Linked DNA regions of Sus scrofa: region 1 is linked to region 2. A link is a contact called in public HiChIP or PLAC-seq data. All regions are on one chromosome and are shown on one strand. The core of a region is the stretch at or near the end of the contact, and the rest is flanking DNA. Distances in the headings are between cores, read along the strand shown. Region 1 overlaps SRPK1 (SRSF protein kinase 1). Region 2 overlaps FKBP5 (FK506 binding protein 5).

The links. HiChIP or PLAC-seq counts read pairs in DNA pulled down with a chosen protein or histone mark.
Region 1: a contact with region 2 is called in an H3K27ac HiChIP or PLAC-seq map of alveolar macrophages. The contact joins two enhancer-like sites. A contact is called at or near these places in 5 of 47 Hi-C or Micro-C datasets (embryonic fibroblasts, fetal heart ventricle, mesenchymal stem cells and 1 more) and 2 of 2 datasets of contacts at active chromatin or transcription factors (alveolar macrophages and skeletal muscle).

Annotation. Positions count from the first base shown.
Region 1 is chr7:31,651,002-31,655,177 of Sscrofa11.1, reverse strand. It overlaps SRPK1 (SRSF protein kinase 1), which reads left to right. Exons shown (of 16, transcript NM_001144113.1): 14 at 481-550. Among named protein-coding and RNA genes, the nearest start is that of LHFPL5, 29 kb to the right of the region's middle. Within about 2 kb of position 1,482, at least 2 of the 83 cell types and tissues checked have an H3K27ac peak or open chromatin away from gene starts, as enhancers often do. A contact at or near this core is called in alveolar macrophages, where this site is marked.
Region 2 is chr7:31,450,491-31,454,969 of Sscrofa11.1, reverse strand. All of the region lies in intron 9 of FKBP5 (FK506 binding protein 5), which reads left to right. Among named protein-coding and RNA genes, the nearest start is that of TULP1, 73 kb to the right of the region's middle. Within about 2 kb of position 2,164, at least 10 of the 83 cell types and tissues checked have an H3K27ac peak or open chromatin away from gene starts, as enhancers often do. A contact at or near this core is called in alveolar macrophages, where this site is marked.

The DNA of each region.
Region 1 (4,176 bases), core at 233-2,732, 200 kb before region 2:
CTCTATCTAGGACAGTGTAGCAAAAATTTTTTAATGTACAAATGACAAACACTGAAGAGTCATAGGTAGAAAAATGTCAATTTTTTTGGTTTTTATTATGAGTACAAAATCTAACTGTGTGAAATTATAAGAATATAAGACCTGCTTATTTTATGGATAATTTAGAATCACCTGAGATCTGTCCCTCTCTGAGCAGAAAGAGAAACTCAAGCAGAATCACTCATCGAGAGATTAGGGTGTAGGGAGCTTTGAATAATCCGCATATTGATATTAACTGAGTTTTTGAAATTTTCCTAATTCCATTTTATTGCGGTACTGGTATGGAAGGAAAGCTCTTTAGGAGTAATCTTAGGTGATTTTTTATATGATTTTTTGTGGGTTTTTCCAAGAGGAAAAAATTAGTTAATATTGAACCAAATAGCTTTAAACTTCCCAAAGGCCTTTTTTTAACACTATCATAAACTTTCTTCTTTTTCTTAGGCCTTTGAACTGGCCACAGGCGACTATTTATTTGAACCTCATTCAGGGGAAGAGTACACTCGAGATGAAGGTAAGTCCCCTTAACCAAATAGGTCTGTGCATGGTGTTTTATATTAAGTATTAGGCAGACTAGATATTTTATAGTAGATATTAAAGAATTCTATATGAAGATTAGAGAAAAGACCACAGTTGATCAAACTTGAACTTGTATTTGCTAGATTTCTTCTAAAATATCTAGTTAGCGTCCTTCCTCTGTAAATCAGTGATAGATTTTTTTTGCTTAGTTTGGACCCACCTGTTGATTAGCTTGTTGCTCAGTTATACTTCCAACTTTATTTGGAAGTCAGTAATTTTAACATGCACACACACTACTTGAATGCAGAGACTATATATATCCTATTTGTCTACATAAATTCTACAGTATTTAGCATTCTTTTTTTCTCCTTTTGAAAATTAAAGCCATGTTTTTTTTCTTTTTAAATAGTACTAACACTTAGAATTCCATTTTATTTATTTTTTTGTCTTTTTTTGCTATTTCCAGGGCCACTCCTGCGGCATATAGAGGTTCCCAGGCTAGGGGTCCAATCGGAGGGGTCCAATCGGAGCTGTAGCCGCTGGCCTACACCACAGCCACAGCAACGTAGGAGCCAAGCCACATCTGCAAACTACACCACAACTCATGGCAGCGCCAGATCCTTAACCCACTGAGCAAGGCCAGGGATCGAACCCGAAACCTCATGGTTCCCAGTCGGATTCGTTAACCACTGCACCACGATGGGAACTCCCTTAGAATTCCATTTTAAAACAAAAAATTTTTTTTTCTTTTTTCGCCACCCAATGGCATATGGAGATCCTGGGCCAGGAATCAGATCCAAGCCACAGTTGTGACCTATGCTGTAGCTGCAGCAACGCTGGATCCTTAACCCACTGTGCCAGGCCGGGGGTTGAATCTGCATCCCAGGGCTCCACTAATTCCATTGCGCTACAGCGGGAACTCCATAAAACAAAATATTACTCATTTACATTTTGCAATAGCCAGTGGGAAAACCCAGTCTGTCAGTTACTGTATCTGAGAGATTGTGAAAGCAGACAATTAAATGTGTAATGAGGGAATTCCCTTGTGGTACAGCAGGTTAAGGATCTGGCGTTGTCACTGCAGTGGCTCAGGTCACTGCTGTGATGTGAGTTCAATCCCTGGCCTGCAAACCACCAGCACAGCCCAAAAAAACTGTGCGCATCTGTGAGATGATGAGCTTTGGGGGGTTTTTTGTTGTTGTTTTTTGTTTTTAATCATGGTGGCATCCAAGTAACTTAGAAGAGATAATAATGTGAATGAAAAAAAATTATTAAAGAAACATTTTGCCTTCTTTTTTATGCAGTTTCAGTGCTATTTTCAGGATTAATGGGAATTACTTTAAGAGCACTAGCAATGGAGTTCTCGTCGTGGCTCAGTGGTTAACAAATCCGACTAGGAACCATGAGGTTACGGGTTTGATCCCTGGCCTTGCTCAGTGGGTTGAGGATCTGGCACTGCCATGAGCTGTGGTGTAGGTTGCAGATGTGGCTGGCATCCTGTGTTGCTGTGGCTGTGGTGTAAGCCGGCGACTACAGCTCCCATTCTACCCCTAGCCTGGGAACCTCCATATGCCTCAGGAGCAGCCCTAGAAAAGGCAAAAAGACAAAAAAAAAAAAAAAAAAAAAAAAAAAAAAAAAAAGAGCACTAACAATGTACTCTCCCAATGTGGAAAAAATGTCTTTTCCTCTCTGTACTTTACTTGATTCTTTGGGATATCAGGTTTTGTGCTCCATAGAACCAACAATGCTGTTTCTCAAACTGGTCCCCCAGGATGTTAATAGGCAATGTTAGTAAGGCCTGCTGATATTCCTGATAATAGTAGTGTTTGGAAAATGTTCTGATAACTAAGTCCTGTAGCAAAATGCCTGTTTTAGTAGGTATGGTTTGGATGTTTTTCTGTACTTAAGCCTCTTTCAAGAACATACTATAATTGAATTACCACCTGTCACCCACTTGATTTTCCCTGCTATATGCTTGGCTTTTTCCTGTATTACAAGTTTGGGCCTATAGACTTAAATATTGTTTTAGAAAATGCCCTACTATATCTGTTTGCAAGGGTGATTAATTTTTTTCTCTTCTTTTCCCAAGACTCTATGAATAGTGTGTTGTACAGGACTCAGTGGCTAGAATTATATTATGTAGGATCTTATGCTACCAAACCTGAAAATTGCAGTGTATATGAAAAGTCCCAAGTAAGGGACAAGGGAGAACCATCTACCCTAGATATTTAGATCCTAATGTATTCCCTCCTATGCCAGTCAGTACTAGTACTCTTTAGATAAAACCTCAGACTACTATTATGTCACCCATAAGTGCAGGAAAAAACAAACCCTTATCCCCTGGCTTGTGTATGCATAGTGTGTTACAAGTCATGGTAGGACTGGGGCCTAAGTGGCAGGTCCTCTGTTATTACTGACATTCCACAGCCCTGAAGCTTGGAATAATACTTGATAATTTTACTTGGCAGGTGTATTAATCCTGTTACTAATTGATAAGTCATAGATAGTTTGTTGGAATTAAATGTAATATAATCATTTCAAGGGGAAAATAATTCCTTGGTAGAGGAAAAATATTAAAAGAACCAGTACCTCACTTGGAAGTTTACAGTAAGGCAAATTATGGTTTCATTTATAATTAATTTATCGAAGATATTTATTTGCAAGTTCTGTCTAGAATTGGCATAAATATCTTGGCAACCAGACTTGTTATCAAACCATAAATTCAATCAAAACTCCCAAAGGTTATACTGAATTCATGAATATAAATCCCCCTTAAAATGATACCACTGGGGGAGAGTTCCCATCGTGGCGCAGTGGTTAACGAATCCAACTGGGAACCATGAGGTTGCGGGTTCGATCCCTGGCCTTGCTCAGTGGGTTGAGGATCTGGCACTGCCATGAGCTGTGGTGTAGGTCACAGACGCGGCTTGGATCTGGCATGGCTGTAACTCTGGTGTAGGCTGGTGGCTACAGCTCTGATTAGACCCCTAGCCTGGGACCCTCTATATACCATGGGTGCAGCCCTAAAATGACAAAAGAAAAAAGAAATATTTGGGCTGATTTTTAGTTTAAATTAAAAATAAACACTCTGGGAGTTGTAGCCTGGAAACCTCCATATACTGCAGGTATGGCCCTAAAAAGACGAAATAAACACTCTGGACTAGATATAATAAGACAGAGGTTTTCAGAGTTCCTTGGTGGCTCAACAGGTGAAGGATCCAGTGTGGTCGTTGCTGTGGCTCTGGTTACCTCTGTGGCACAGGTTCATTCCCTAGCCAGGGAACCTTCTGCATGTCTCTGATGCAACCAAAAATATATAAATGGATATATATGGATTTTATATATATATATATGTATATATAAACAAATGGATTATATATATGGATTTTCATTTGAGTTCTAGTTCTTATTAGCTCTGTAGTTTCAAGTAGCCCATTCTCTCTAAGGTTCCATTTTCTCACCTTTAAAATAGGGTATAGGGAGTTCCTGTTGCGGCACAGCGGAAACGAATCCAACTAGGAACCATGAGGTTTCGGATTCGATTGATCCCTGGCCTCACTTAGTGGGTTAAAGATCCAACATTGCCGTGAGCTATGGTGTAGGCCTGCAGCTGTAGCTCCC
Region 2 (4,479 bases), core at 915-3,414:
TTACACATTCTGCTCTCGATTGTAACCCTCCGTAAGGGCAGACCAGGTCTGGCTGGCCACCCCCGCCCCCACCACTGTGTCACTCAGGGCCTAGGGCATCTGGCTTGGTACATAGTGGGAACGAAACAAAGACTGAATAGAATAATTGTTAGCAAGTAAAAGAATTCAAAGGGGTAAATTTCATATCATTTTCCTTTCTACTGTGTTGGAGAAGTCACTTAGGCACAGGATGAAAGAAAAGAGATTGTGCGCAGGTTTCAGAGAGACCTGACAAGAGGAGAGTATTAATTGCTTCTAACAGCCAAGGGGATCCCTGCCACACTCGCTTTTGTGAGGAATCTTCAGAAATTCCTGAATGATATTTGTCATGTATTGATTCTTGAAAAACTTTTCTTCTAATCCAGGAATGTGTTATTTCCTCACTTAGATTTTAAACCCTGAGATTTTTTTGAAAGAAAAGAAAAATAGCACCTTGTTCTTCTCTAATCAGAGTGCTCTACCCGTTGTTCCTTCCCCAAATACATACCTTCTCCTCCTCGAGCACCAAGGGCTTGGTGCAGGAGAGAGAGAGAGATTGGGAGTTTTGTCCAGGGTTCTTTTTTTTTTTTTTTTGTCTTGCCACTACAATCCATGAACCAAAAAAATTTAGATGATGTTTTCGATGGTCCAAAGCATTATTGTACTTCAGCAAGTGTTTATGGAGAAGCTGCTATAAGACATATCCTTGCGTTGACAGCCTCGTCTGGAGGGAGGGGAGGCAGCGTTACCCAACATGAAACAACCAGAGAATTATATAAGCCTGTATCATCGATACCATTGTTTTCTCAACTGTGAGAGGAGCCCCATTGTTGGGTCATGAAGTCAACTTAGTGGAAGTGTATTACATTATGTAGTTAGGACAAATTTTGTTTCATAAAACTTTTGTTCAGTTGTGTGTTGAGTGGATACTAGATCATAATTTAAAACATTTCTTACTGTGGGTATAAATAATATATAATTATTTATGTAGAACTATTGTATGTACTAAGATAATGTTTGCATCACCAGAAAGCATTGAGATAGGGTGGGATGAGCTCTGAATTGGGAAAACTGGACTCTATGGCCACAAATGACTTAAAGTCAGTAGAGATCCAAAGAGGTTATTTTTTTTCATGTAAAAAGTGAGGAAATTAAATTATATGATTCCCAGGTTTCTTTCCAGCTCTAAAATTCTGTGCATTTCTAAATTCTAGAGAGCAAGCTTGGAAGGCAGCCATGCTCACCATTATACCACCAGTGTGCATTTGAGAACACGTTTGATTTTCTTTAAATTCTACTTAACTTGGTTGCTATAACTGCTCAGGATTCCAAATGAGCTGTTTGTAGACCCAAATATATAATACACTAGAATAAAATTTTCTGTAAAATCCCTTAAGACAATATGAACTATATGTAGTCTTTAAATATTTTTTTTACATTTCCCAAAATTGCTAAATAGAATATTAACACTTGGAGGTGGGGGATTGAGGCTTTTGGAATTTGACTAGAATTAAATCAACTTGGTCTAATGAAACAATTTAGCTGTTTAGAAGCTCTGATTGGTTGCTGATAACTCTGAACTTTGGGGAACACTAATGATAATGAAATAATGTTGCAAAGCCATGACCTAAAGCTATCCTGAATAGATACAGAGAGATGGCCGGAATTGGTGATTAGCAGCAAAAAGAAGGGCTCAAGTTGCTATACAATTACTTAACTTTGTTGCTTCTTAGCATCACAGCTGCAGTAGTGATTTGTGTATTTCATAATATGAACCCTCTTACAATGACTGATCTTCGGATAAAATCTGGATCAGCAGTCACACATATGGAACATATTATTTTTAACATGCAATTTGATAGACAACATCTTCCAAAACATTAGTCTATTGGGGGAAAATTAATGAAAGGTTCAAAACCACTGACCTAAGATTTTTCTCCCAGAATGTCTCTGAACATTTTGTACTACTCAAAACTTCCCTGGAGGCACCTTCATAATGATAGGTAAAAGATCCCATCTTCAGAAATGGTTGGTAGATAGGTTCCCATACCCATTCCCTTTTCAGAAGGTTTCTATCTGCTACACTGCCTTCCCGGGCCTGGGCTCTGCAGGGTGTTGCACAGGGCGCAGTGTGCACACGCAGAGTCCGGCTCTCTGTGAGCACAGAACTGGGGCACATCTCACGGCCGTCGCACGCTGGAGCTCCACCTTCATTACCTGTCAGTTTGGTTTACACCTAAGTGGGTAAATCTCTCCCCTTAGTGGGGTAGAACTGTAATAAGCTTTTAAATGGGAATGATTTTGGTGTTTAGAAACTCCCATCAACCTCTGAACACTAAAGAGAAGAAAGGTAGGCAAGGACTCTCTTCCTTTCACTCTGAAAATAACTATCAAGCACATTTAATAGCAATGACGTCCTGCCGGGACTGTGCAGGTCAGGCAGGCAGTGTTCTTCCAGGCCGAGAGCATTAATTCTCACACCTGGGCAGTGTTTCTCTTTTCCGACTTGGAGGCAGTGGTCAGAAGGCTGAGGACACCTTGGTGCTATGGGGCTCTTACGCCCCCTTGTGCTCCTTGGGGAGAAGCATTTCTAAAGCAAGCAAGTTCCGTATCTTGCAACCCACAGAACCCTTTGTAGACAAACCAGGCTTTGCTATGTTTTGAACAATCACTGCCAAACCCAGAAACCAGTGCTATGATGTAGAGACAAGTCATCCATGATGTGAGGATTTTAGGTTAAAGAAAAACCCTCAATCTCCCCCCTTTCCTCTTTCCTTCATTCTTTTAGGGCAGGATTTCTCGGCCTGAGCACAACTAACATTTGGGGCTGTATACTTCTGTTTGCTGGGAGGCTGTCCTGTGTGGTGTAGGATACCTAGCAGATTCCTGGCCCTGACCACTGGATGCCAGAAACCCACACACCCTCTCCACTTGTGACAGCTAAAAACATCTCTGAGCACTGCCTAATGTCCCTGGGGGGCAAAGTCACCCTGGTTGAGAACTCCTGTCTTTAGTATGTCAGAAGCAGAAATAGCACAAAAACTTTTGCTTTAGACATTGAGATATAAATAAAATTATGTATGCCATACATGAAAGAGCATTAAAATGCTCTAGAGGGAGTTCCTGTCGTGACAGCATTAACAAACCTGACTAGTATCCGTGAGGATACGGGTTCAATCCCTGGCCTTGCTCAGTGGGTTGCTCTCAGTGTTGCGGTGAGCTGTGATGTAGGTTGCAGACAAGGCCAGGTCCTGATTGCTGTGGCTGTGGCATAGACTGGCAGCTGCAGCTGCAGTTTGACCCCTAGCCTGGGAACATCCATATGCCACAGGTGTGGCTCTTTTAAAAAATGCTTTATAAATGTAAAGGAACATTTGTGTATTATGAAGTCTTCTTACTTTGGGAGTTTTTGTAAGAAACCATAGCATTCTACCATTCTGATATCAGAACCTACTGAAGTTTTAACACCTGGGGCCTTATCCTCCCTGGCACTTCTTTTCTTTCCCTGTGACAATATATTAGATAATCAGAAAGGAAATTGGTACGTGGAAGATGGAGGAGAGGGAAAGAGGAAGCAAGACATAACAGGGAAGTGCCTGACCTGAGTGGAATGACCCCTTTCTCATTTCCACCCGCACCTCCATTTTGCTCCCAGTGACTGAAAAACTTTTGACTCACTCCATAGTTATAGTCCTTTGACCTTAATGTTTACTCAGCAGACCTTCCTTAAGAGCCACCTTGTGTTAAACCCTGGGTATTCCAAAAGGGGTCGGACATGGTTTCTGTCCTCAAAGAGCTCACAGTCCAGCAAGAGAAAAGAGAGTGACAGAAAATGCCTCACCCTGACCCGGGGGAGCTGTGTTCTTGAGCAGTGGCCTCAGGCTGTGACGGACCGTAAGTGCAGACGGACTGAAAAGTGGTTCGAGAGGAGTTCCCGTAGTTCCCATCGTGGCACAGGGGTTAACAAATCCAACTAGGAACCGTGAGGTTTTGGGTTCAATCCCTGGCGTTGCCGTGACCTGTAGTGTAGGTCGCAGATGCGGCTCAGATCCCGCTTTGCTGTGGCTCTGGCGTCGGCTAGGGGCTACAGCTCCGATTGGACCCCTAGCCTGGGAACCTCCATATGCCACGGGTGCATAGAAAAGGCAAAAAAAAAAAAAAGGTGTGAGAGCAGCACCCCCTCAGTAGAACCCACACCTGGAATTTGGGGGTTTGCCTTCTCCTGGCCAGTGATGTGTGTGCTACCCTCTCATGACGCTGGTCAGCAGTGAGCGCAGCCCCCAGTCGGTCCTAAGACCAGGAGGGCAGACGTTCTCAGCACAGGATTCCTTACGTGGGGGAGTCAACACTTCTGGTAAAGTAGTCTTTGTGGTAAACGATGAGGATCTGCCCAGGCTTAAGGTGGGCCCGGCTAAGCTGTGCTGTGCAGTCTGTTCAGCGAGTAAATGCATTGTCAGTGCA